2 separate regions of the Arabidopsis thaliana genome follow, and region 2 is linked to region 1. The links are chromatin contacts, called in public capture Hi-C maps. All regions are on one chromosome and are shown on one strand. Each heading gives the region's core, a stretch centred on a gene start, on an enhancer-like site or on the middle of the called end of the contact. The rest is flanking DNA. Distances are from core to core; before and after follow the strand shown.

Region 1 (4,621 bases), core at 725-3,224:
TTAATAAAATATAATAAAGTTTTATGGTCCCAACATTAGTAACATATAGAAGTTTTACTGTATAATATACAAACAAACCAGGATAAATGTAAGAAAAATAAAAATAAAAAAAAAAACAAATATACTACGGTATAGGCAAACATACAAATCTTCATTTTTGTAAAAAAAAAAAAAAAAAATACAAATCTTCATTTATTTTTATTATAGATAAATATTATCAAAACAACCCATCAAAAGTAGGTGATTGAGAAAGTCATCTTATTTAATGCATAGTGATGCTGGGAGCGTAGGTATGAGCTCAAGAGGGACTTTCTTGGCGATGGTCAAAGCTCCATCTTCTTCCATGTCAATGTCTTTAATGGTCATTCCATTGGGTAAACTCCAATCGAAGTAGTAAAGAATGTTAAGAAGGCCTAGCTCAAGAATGGTGATTCCCAAAGTCATACCAGGACAGCTCCTACGACCGGCTCCAAAGGGTAAAAGCTCGTAATGCTGACCTTTGTAGTTGATTGAGGTATTTGCAAACCTCTCAGGATTGAATTCTTCAGGATTAGTCCAACATTTGGGATCACGTCCTATGGCGTAAGTGCTGATCTTGATATGTGCGTTCTTGGGAATGTGGTAGCCTTGAATCTCTATGTCGGACATTACTTGTCTTGGGAGCAAGAAAGGACCTGGTGGATGTAATCTGAAAGTTTCTTTGATCACCAACTTCAAGTACTCAACTTTCTCTAGATCTTCTTCTGTGATTCTCTCTTTGTTGGGTCCAAGTGTTGCTCGAATCTCTTCTCGGAGTTTCTTCATCACTCTTGGATGTCTGGTTAGCTCTGTCATCGTCCATATCATTGTGATTGTTCCTGCGTTCACTCCCCCCAAAACTATGTCCTGATTAAATGACATACGTAGTTTAGGTTCTAAATTTAAGAGAAAACAAAAATAAATTAGAAAATAGATGTAGAAGTACAAGACAATTAATTATGTCTATATTGCGAGTTAACTTTCTAACCAAGCTATAACTTCTCTGCTTAAGTTACAGAACCTAAAAGAATGGTACTAACTAAGAGATTATTCGCACTCACCGTCATCATTGCTATGAGATGATCAGAAGTGATCTTGAAAGAACCGTATTCAGTGGATCTATTGATCATATCCAACATGGAACTGACGAGGTTTGAGTGATCTTGGGATTGTCCAATCTTCAACTCCTCATCGATTACATGTTGAAAGAACTTGGTGAGTTTTGAAAAGGCTTTCTCGATCCTCGAATGTTGACCGGAGATCCGGTCTACAAGCCAACCGAGACCCGTTGGGAAGAAGTCAGTGAATGCGAAGCTGAATACGTTGGTCTCTGACTCTTGCACCAACTCTTCAAGTCTGTCCATATCGATGAAATCGCACTCGCGGAAGTTCTGTCCAAAGGAGACTCTAAATATGATACCCGCGGTGAAGGAGAAAAAGGCTTTTCTCAAATCCACTAAAGTTTGTGTTTGAGAAGATTTGGATAGTTTCTTGACCAGCAAGTCACCCTCTTCCTCTCTGATATACCTGAAAAATTTGTGCTTCTTTGGATTGAAGAGCTCAAGCCCCACGAGCTTTTTCATCTCTCGCCAGTCCTCACCATACTGAGCGAAAGCAATGTCTTTGAAGTTGCGAGTAAACAACCCGTTCGCAACCAGCTTAGGTCGGGAGCATGTCTCTAGATCGCGAGACTTTAGAACTTGTTTAGCTGCTTCCTTGGAAGAGATAACAACCATCGGGACGACCCCGAAACGGAGAAGCATCACTGGTCCATGTTCTAAAGAGAGCTTGTGAAAAGAACTATGAAGCAATCTTCCAAGCTTGGTGCAAGTTTCCGATGATCGGAAGACCTGTAGGTCCGGGAGGAAGCTTCCATTTCGAAGGTAAAAGCTTCTTAAAGAGGGTTAAAAGGAGAGGGAAAAGGAAGAAGAAACATAGTAAGATAGACTTTATCATTGTCTTCTTTTTTTTTTTTTTTTGGCTACGTTTCTGTTTTCCTTTGTATTTGGAGTGAATAACATTTTGTTCTCGAAGAGGCAATATATAGGAAATGCATGTGGTTAGGCTTTTGTAGTACTGTATATGAAAGCAGAGGAATTGAATTAATTAAAGGCAACTCTCTCGAGACATATCGTTTTCTTTTTAATGGGAAAAGCCACAAAAAAAACACAGGTTAGATGCAATGCTCTATCTCTAACCAAACCGACAACATAATCTGGTAAGCTACAAATCCAAACATTTTTTGTGGAACTCATTCGTGTAGCCATAACTAATTTGGTAATTAGTTAAAAAAACCATAACTAATTTAGTTTGATGATTTTTTTAATATTTTTATATTATATGGGAAATATGAAATATCCTAAAGAAAACAAAAAATAATCAAGCACGCGTAGAGTGCCATAAATTAACTATGGTAGGCTTTCATAAAAAAATTTATTATGAGGTTTATTTATTTCGGGATTAATAGAGATAAGTCCACTGAAGACAGGCACCATCACACTAGAGATCAAGTCCCGCTCCCTACAATTTGTAGTGAATTGGCTAATGGGTCGGCCAGTTGTGGTCCAAATGTTGACCAAAAAAGATTTATAGCGTTTCGATATCTCAATATAATGTGCTAAATTTTTAAAATAATAACTAATATAATTACTGATTTTGTTAAAAAGAAAAGAAAACAATTCCATGGACTAATGCCGGAATGAAAGTCGTCATCGATGGTCAAACTTGATTTGTTCGTGAACAGGATTGATGGTCCGAATGAACTTACAAATTCATATGAAATATAATAAGGTTTTTGATCGGATCAAAACCATAAGAAAAAATATCCATCAAAAAGCAGGAAACTCAGATGTAAACGAACTTTTTGATCTCAATTGAATTAAATTTCTAATTTTATTGTATATTATCTCCTTCTTATTATTGTTTAGAAATTCAACATTTTCAGTTCAATTACTAATAATATATTAAAAGAACAATTCTTGGGTTCACTCCTTCTTAAATAAAAGAAACAAAATCAATGTAATTCAACCTAATTTTTTTTGTTGATTTTACTAAATAAGTTACATCGCTGAATTGTTAAGTTATCTAACGGAAAAATTATCGGTTTAATCAAACCATTTAACAGTCTGAATAATTTGGCTTATTTAACAAAAATCTATAACCAGATATCACGTGACGTCGATCCGGAAATGAATGAGCCTTGAAACTGCTTTGGGGTGAGGGTACCATGAAGCCAAAGCTTTACAATCCCATCACGTTTCTGCCACACGAGATCATTGTCATCGGCTGGGAGGAGAGTGTCGTCGATGTGTCCGAGAACGTCAAAGCTGAGACAGTGGGTGAGAAAAAGTTCTCTCCACGTATCTTAGTTGTTTTTTTTCAATATCAAAAATCACAGAGATGTGAGACTTGATGTTAGAGACTCCATAGATCTTGTTAGAGGGATTGACTGCGTCGGCCATTGAAAGAATTTGGAGAAAACAGGAAGAGAATAGAGGACGAGAAAGAGAAAAGAAAAAGATTTAATCAGAAAAGAAGCGATTTAGAAAGAGCTGCGCTCTAATACCGTGAAAGATATTGAAAGTCTTCTAGATACAATATGTTATGGGATTCTTCTAGATACATGAAGAATATCCATAGTATTTCAAACTAATATTTAAGGATATTCTATCTGTTAATAAAGACGCTTTATGTGAATAACCCACATACAAATGTTGCTAAGAGGACGTTATTGGATTTGAGTTTTTAATGGATTTGAACTGACATATAATATTACTTAACGTAGATTGGATTTTGAAATCGAATGCTTGAATGTGGGGTGTAAGAATATAGCACCTAAATGTTTAAAATGGAAAAAAATAACTAGACTCTCTCAAAAGCGTAGGTAAGGGACTCTCTCAGATACAAATTTCGAGAAACCTGAAAAAAGCAAAGAGTTTTTAAAATAGAAAATTTTAACTATTTTTTTTAGCTATTTTTTGAAGTTTTTGATCGTCGAGCTTCCTTCTCTTAGTTTTCTCCGATGTTTCCTCTCCTTGTCTCTTTTCTTTCCTTTTCTTCTTGACCACCATCTTTTCTCTATGTTCTATCATGTCTCTTCTCTTCTATCTTTGAGTTTTTTTTGGCTATTCTCTCTAGAGAATGATAATTAATTGTATATTACCAATAGAGGGGAGGATTGATAACGACTGTTAATTGTTGTTGTAAAGATTTTGACGGTAAGAACTTTCGCTGTAGAAACTTTTGCTATAAAGACTTTAACTGCATAAATTTTATACTCTTGGTAAAGATTGTGACTATAAAAATTACGATTTTAAATAACTATCAAATATATGGGAAAATGGATCTTAAAAGAACAAAAAAAAATCGGTTACAAATCAATTAAAATTTTTCAAAAATTAATTTATTTGTGAATGTTATGAGAGTTTATATAAATATTGGGAAGAAGAAAAGAAGAAAACTAGTATAAGCTTTTTATTTATTTATTTCTAAGGTCACATATACCCCACTTATAAAAATATATGAAAACAGGAGTAAAAAATAAAAAAGAAACTTCAAAAGCTTTAAAATATATGAAAGACAAAATAAATTGATTGAAAAAAGC
Region 2 (4,621 bases), core at 1,512-4,011, 60 kb before region 1:
AGATGATTTAGTAGATTGTTCACCTGCTAGGATATATGTAGGATTTTTCATCTTTGGTTATTCTTAATGCTAGTTCTAGAGTAACTAATTAGAACTTAATCTTAAATAATAGGTATGCCCAAAAAGGTATATGTTACCAGAAATACTATTTGATGAGCCAAGTTTATAGATGTGAAATAAGAATCGGCCTATCTATTTAGGTGAACTTATCAAACTCGTTTATCATGCATGTCTTAATATAGGGATTTGCCAAGCGACCGCTGGGAATCTTTAGCCCTAGGCATATTGAGTAGCACGGCGAACCACCGCTTATTCTGTAATTAGGGTTTGAGTTTAAGAACGATTCGATAACATCCTAGCTATTTCTATATCTCTTATCATCTATTTCCTGAGAATACCCTAAACCTAACGTTTTTATTATCTTGTCTTACAACTTCACAATCCACTATCTACTTACTTGCTTTCTTTTTATTTTCTTATCATCTATCTAGCTTGATTTTGATACTTTAGCCTATTGTGTGAACAAAAGAGTTTTGTGGAATTTTACCCTTAAGTACTAACGACGATCTCTTATTTGAGGGAGTAAACTTAGAGCAATTTGACCTACATCAAATTCCATTGTTGTACGTGTACGGTTTCCACCCCATCTAAGCAACGATATTTCATCCTTATTGACTACGTTCCTATATCGCTCTCCAAAGCATTTGACTGAATCATATGCCCAAGCCTGTAACATGAAAACCATACCACTGATGGTGTACGACTTTCCAATAGGCCTCAACATCTTTATAGCATTAACCAACGAGACACCAAATCTCCTTCAAAAGTATTATTAACTGTCTACTTAATAGAAAATGTACAGTCTTACGAGACCACACGAATTGACTATTCGATAACTTAGTAATTATTCCAATAGGTGCCTCCTTCATTTGATCCCACACATCTTATCATACTAATTCTCTAAATCCCATAGAAATATGTCATCTTGATATTGTGATTAATGAGTTTATTCTCTAGATTAGACTCTCCTTCTGCGTAAATTCTTAGAGGGTAATCCTTTGCTTGTTCTTCAGAAATAACCTTAGCCATCTAATAAACCATAAATCAGCCATAACCATACATTAACTCAGCCACAACATAAAACAAATTTAGCCACAGATGCATTGATAAATCATAACTCAGTCAAACATACAATAACTCATCCACAACATAAAACAAACCTAGCCACATATGCATTGATAAATCATAAATCAGTCATAAAACATACAGTAACCAAGCCACAACACAAAACAAACTCAACCACATATGCATTAATAAATCATAAATCAGTCCTAAAGCATACAATAACTCAGCCATCAAATCGAATAGAAATAACAAATCAGCCACCATATGTAAATCGACGGCAAAAATCAGCCGTAATAAGCGTCGATAAAAACCATCAATATCATAACAGTGGTTTTAGAAAATGGTTTTAATCATGGGAATCACTTGCTATTGAACTTAGATGTCTGATTATTGTCGGAAAAATCGAAATAAAGATTTGACACATATCGAAACAAGTTGAGTTGAGACGAAATGTGACTCGATGACAACGACGTTAAAAGTTTCGGGCGGAAGAGACGAGAGAAAGAGAGAATAGCCACGAGAAATAGGTTTTCTTCGTTTTCGGATAAACACCTAGTAAAAGAGAAGACATTTTTTTTTCCCAAGATGAACAATGTCTGGGAGGAAAACCAAAATGTTCCTCTTAGTGACGTTAATAATGTGGCTTTATTTTTTTTTCTCTCTTAATAACGTGATTCATCATTATTTCGTTAATTATTTTTAATTAAAAAAGAATAAAAATGTTTTAACTAAAAAATACTAATCAAAAATGTTAATTGTAATTATATAAAAGCACTATATATATGAATAATTTTCAGAAAATGTAAATATTTCTATATTTAGATTGAGGAATAAACTTAAAAGCATCGCATGCTCATGTGTTGGTTTGTGATGAGTTTGGACTAAAGTTCACGATGAACCGTGGTTTTGAGGATCGTGATAGCTGCAATATGAGAAAAAGTAGGGTTAAGTTTTGTGATGACAGAATATGGCGAATTCTAGGTTTGAGGATTGTAATGATAAGAATATGCTTAACCAGATTTCCAAAAATTATTTACTTATAATGACAATAGTATGTTGGGAAAAAAAAATATGTTAAACTATGCTTTAAAAGTTTTTACTACTGGTATGAAAGTCGAGATTTGGTGCTACGAGTTTGATCTCTCTGACAAATTTTTTGCGTATACATATTATTTTATTTCTCATTTTTAAAATGGATCGATCTACAAATATTTGTGTTTAGCCAATAGTTTACCATATACAAAAAATTTACTAATGTTCGCGGAAGGAAATAAACTTAGCAAATATATTGTTGAATTCTTAATGATATATAACACTATTTTAAATATAAAAAATCGTCAAAATATAAATCTAGTGATTTATAATAATATAGCTGTTATATTGCCATTATAATTCAAAATCTGCATATCAAAAGAAAGAAATTTTGAAATATGTCACCATACTGAACCAATACTTTTCCTAAAAAATATAAAATTGAAGCTATTTCACAAACAAATCTGCATCTATTAAGAATAAACAAAAACAAATAATAACAAATCTTGACAAAAGAAAATAAAAATAGGAAAAAAACATACCTTCACAACCTGGGTCCCCCACCTCGGAGAAGTATGTCTTTATCTACACTTTTTGTCCTTTGTTTCCTCTCTCCCCCACCATTCTTTCTCCTCTCTCCGCTTCTTCTTCTTCCCCTGTTCCTCTTATAACCCCTCTCGTCTCATGTCTACCTCCTCCTCTTCTTCCGACAACGGAGCCGGTGGAAGCGGCGGCGTTTTCGAGGCCCCATCTCCATCCCGCCCTCGCCGCGGAGCCAACGATGTTTGGCCGGAGCCTTTTCTTGAATCTCTCGCCGTTCAAGTTGCCGTTAACGCTTCCACATCCGCCGGCCTCCTCGCCGCAGCTCCGGCTCTTGCCAACGTTTTTCGGGTCAGTTCTAACGTTCTTTGAATACCTTCTTTTAGTTTTGTAACGGTCGAGACACATCAATTATCTCGTGTCTCTCTATATATATATGTACTTCAGGTAGTAAAGTAATATTTTCGTTACACTATCTGAATTCGTTTATTAGCTTATATTTGAACTTGAAAATAGTGAGACATAGATCTTATGCAGACAAAACAAAGTCAAAGTAGTCGTGGGTCTATAATAACTTAAGTGGAGGGACACAATCTTGGTCTAGTCAAATGTACTGCTTGTTTCAAGTGTCTTGTACTTTAGTTGTTTCTAAGCTTAGATTTGATTCTGCCGTTCTAATTCTTTTTGGTATAACGAATTCTTACTCTTTAGATCATAATTAAGTGATGATGTTACTTCAATTCGATTGAATGTGATATTAGTTTGTAAGGTTGGGATTCTGAAGAGACAAAAAAAAAAAAAAACTGACCTTTGGAAAGGTAACCGCCCTTTCTGTGTTTCTATGATGGGTCCAAGTCCAACTTTTATGTCTAACAAGACGACATTAATTTGATGTCTCTTTCACATATCATATAGTTTGGGGACTTTGTTTTTCTTTTATGTATTTAGAAACTTTTTGTCTTCCATTTTTACCCAATAAGTTTATTTCTTTTTCATTGTTCTCTCGTCTACTTTTGATACCTTTTAATGTCTATTTTTGGATCCTCTAAGGAGACCATACAACCCCATCTCGTTTGTGTAATCTTTGTACAACATTTGGGCATAGTAACTCTAATATTAATATTATATTATGAATTGGATCCCTTAGGGCACAAAATCAAGGTTTTATTTTATTTTATTGGCTTTAAATCTTCCTTTCTTGGCATGTAGAAAGCCCTTTTTTAAGATCAAGAAATCCACTTTTTGACTCAAAAGTTCTTACAATAATAATCAAATTAAACACTTTCTTGTCTCCAAATATTGGTTGATAGACATTAGGCACAGTCTTTAGTCCAATGCCCAATAGATTTAATATTTTTTAGAATTATAATTATAACGGTATTTATCTGCTAATTGTTTTAAAATTATAATAATAGAAAGTGACCTCTCACGACAGACTCATAAAACTAGAAAATGTCGTTGCACATTTAACAACATCTAAAAAGAGAATGAAAAGAAACCTAAGTAAGGTCCTGTCTTTTTGCCTTGCCAATGTTAGTCCTATATTACCACATTAGGTTATTTTCTACATACATGAAAACTCTATTCATCAACAGATATATGATCCATGTATTATATCAGGCATTCATATTATTCTTTTTAATAATCCTATGTTATATATGAAAATAGCTGTTTTTTCTTTTGTTCATAAAAAAACAAATAATACATATATATATTATGCTGAAGATTTTTCTCATATATAGTAACGAGGAATAGTATATAAGTACATATGTACATTTTTTGCGTCCTGCTTTTGTTATTTTTTTCTCTGCCAATATTATGATCCACTGAGTAATGCATGCAGAGCTTCTGACAACTTCTCATTCTCTTATTTTATCTCACTTCTCTATGTATACATGATAATTCTAAATCATTATTAAATCCC

What was found. Capture Hi-C pulls out chosen DNA fragments and counts their contacts.
Region 2: a capture Hi-C map of seedling shows a contact between it and region 1, with 2.7 times the contacts expected there. The contact joins the promoter of SAP here to the promoter of CYP71B8 in region 1. A contact is called at or near these places in 7 of 26 Hi-C or Micro-C datasets (callus, rosette leaf, seedling and 1 more) and 3 of 3 other capture datasets (root, seedling and shoot).

Annotation. Positions count from the first base shown.
Region 1 is chr5:13,878,575-13,883,195 of TAIR10.1, reverse strand. CYP71B8 (cytochrome P450, family 71, subfamily B, polypeptide 8) reads right to left here and starts at 1,974. Exons shown (of 2, transcript NM_148037.2): 1 at 1,080-1,974; 2 at 259-885. The coding sequence starts at 1,781. The coding sequence ends at 259. AT5G05265 (a long non-coding RNA gene) reads left to right here and starts at 2,995. Exons shown (of 1, transcript NR_142822.1): 1 at 2,995-3,311.
Region 2 is chr5:13,939,007-13,943,627 of TAIR10.1, reverse strand. It overlaps SAP (Transducin/WD40 repeat-like superfamily protein), which reads left to right and starts at 2,761. Exons shown (of 2, transcript NM_122968.2): 1 at 2,761-3,048. The coding sequence starts at 2,842.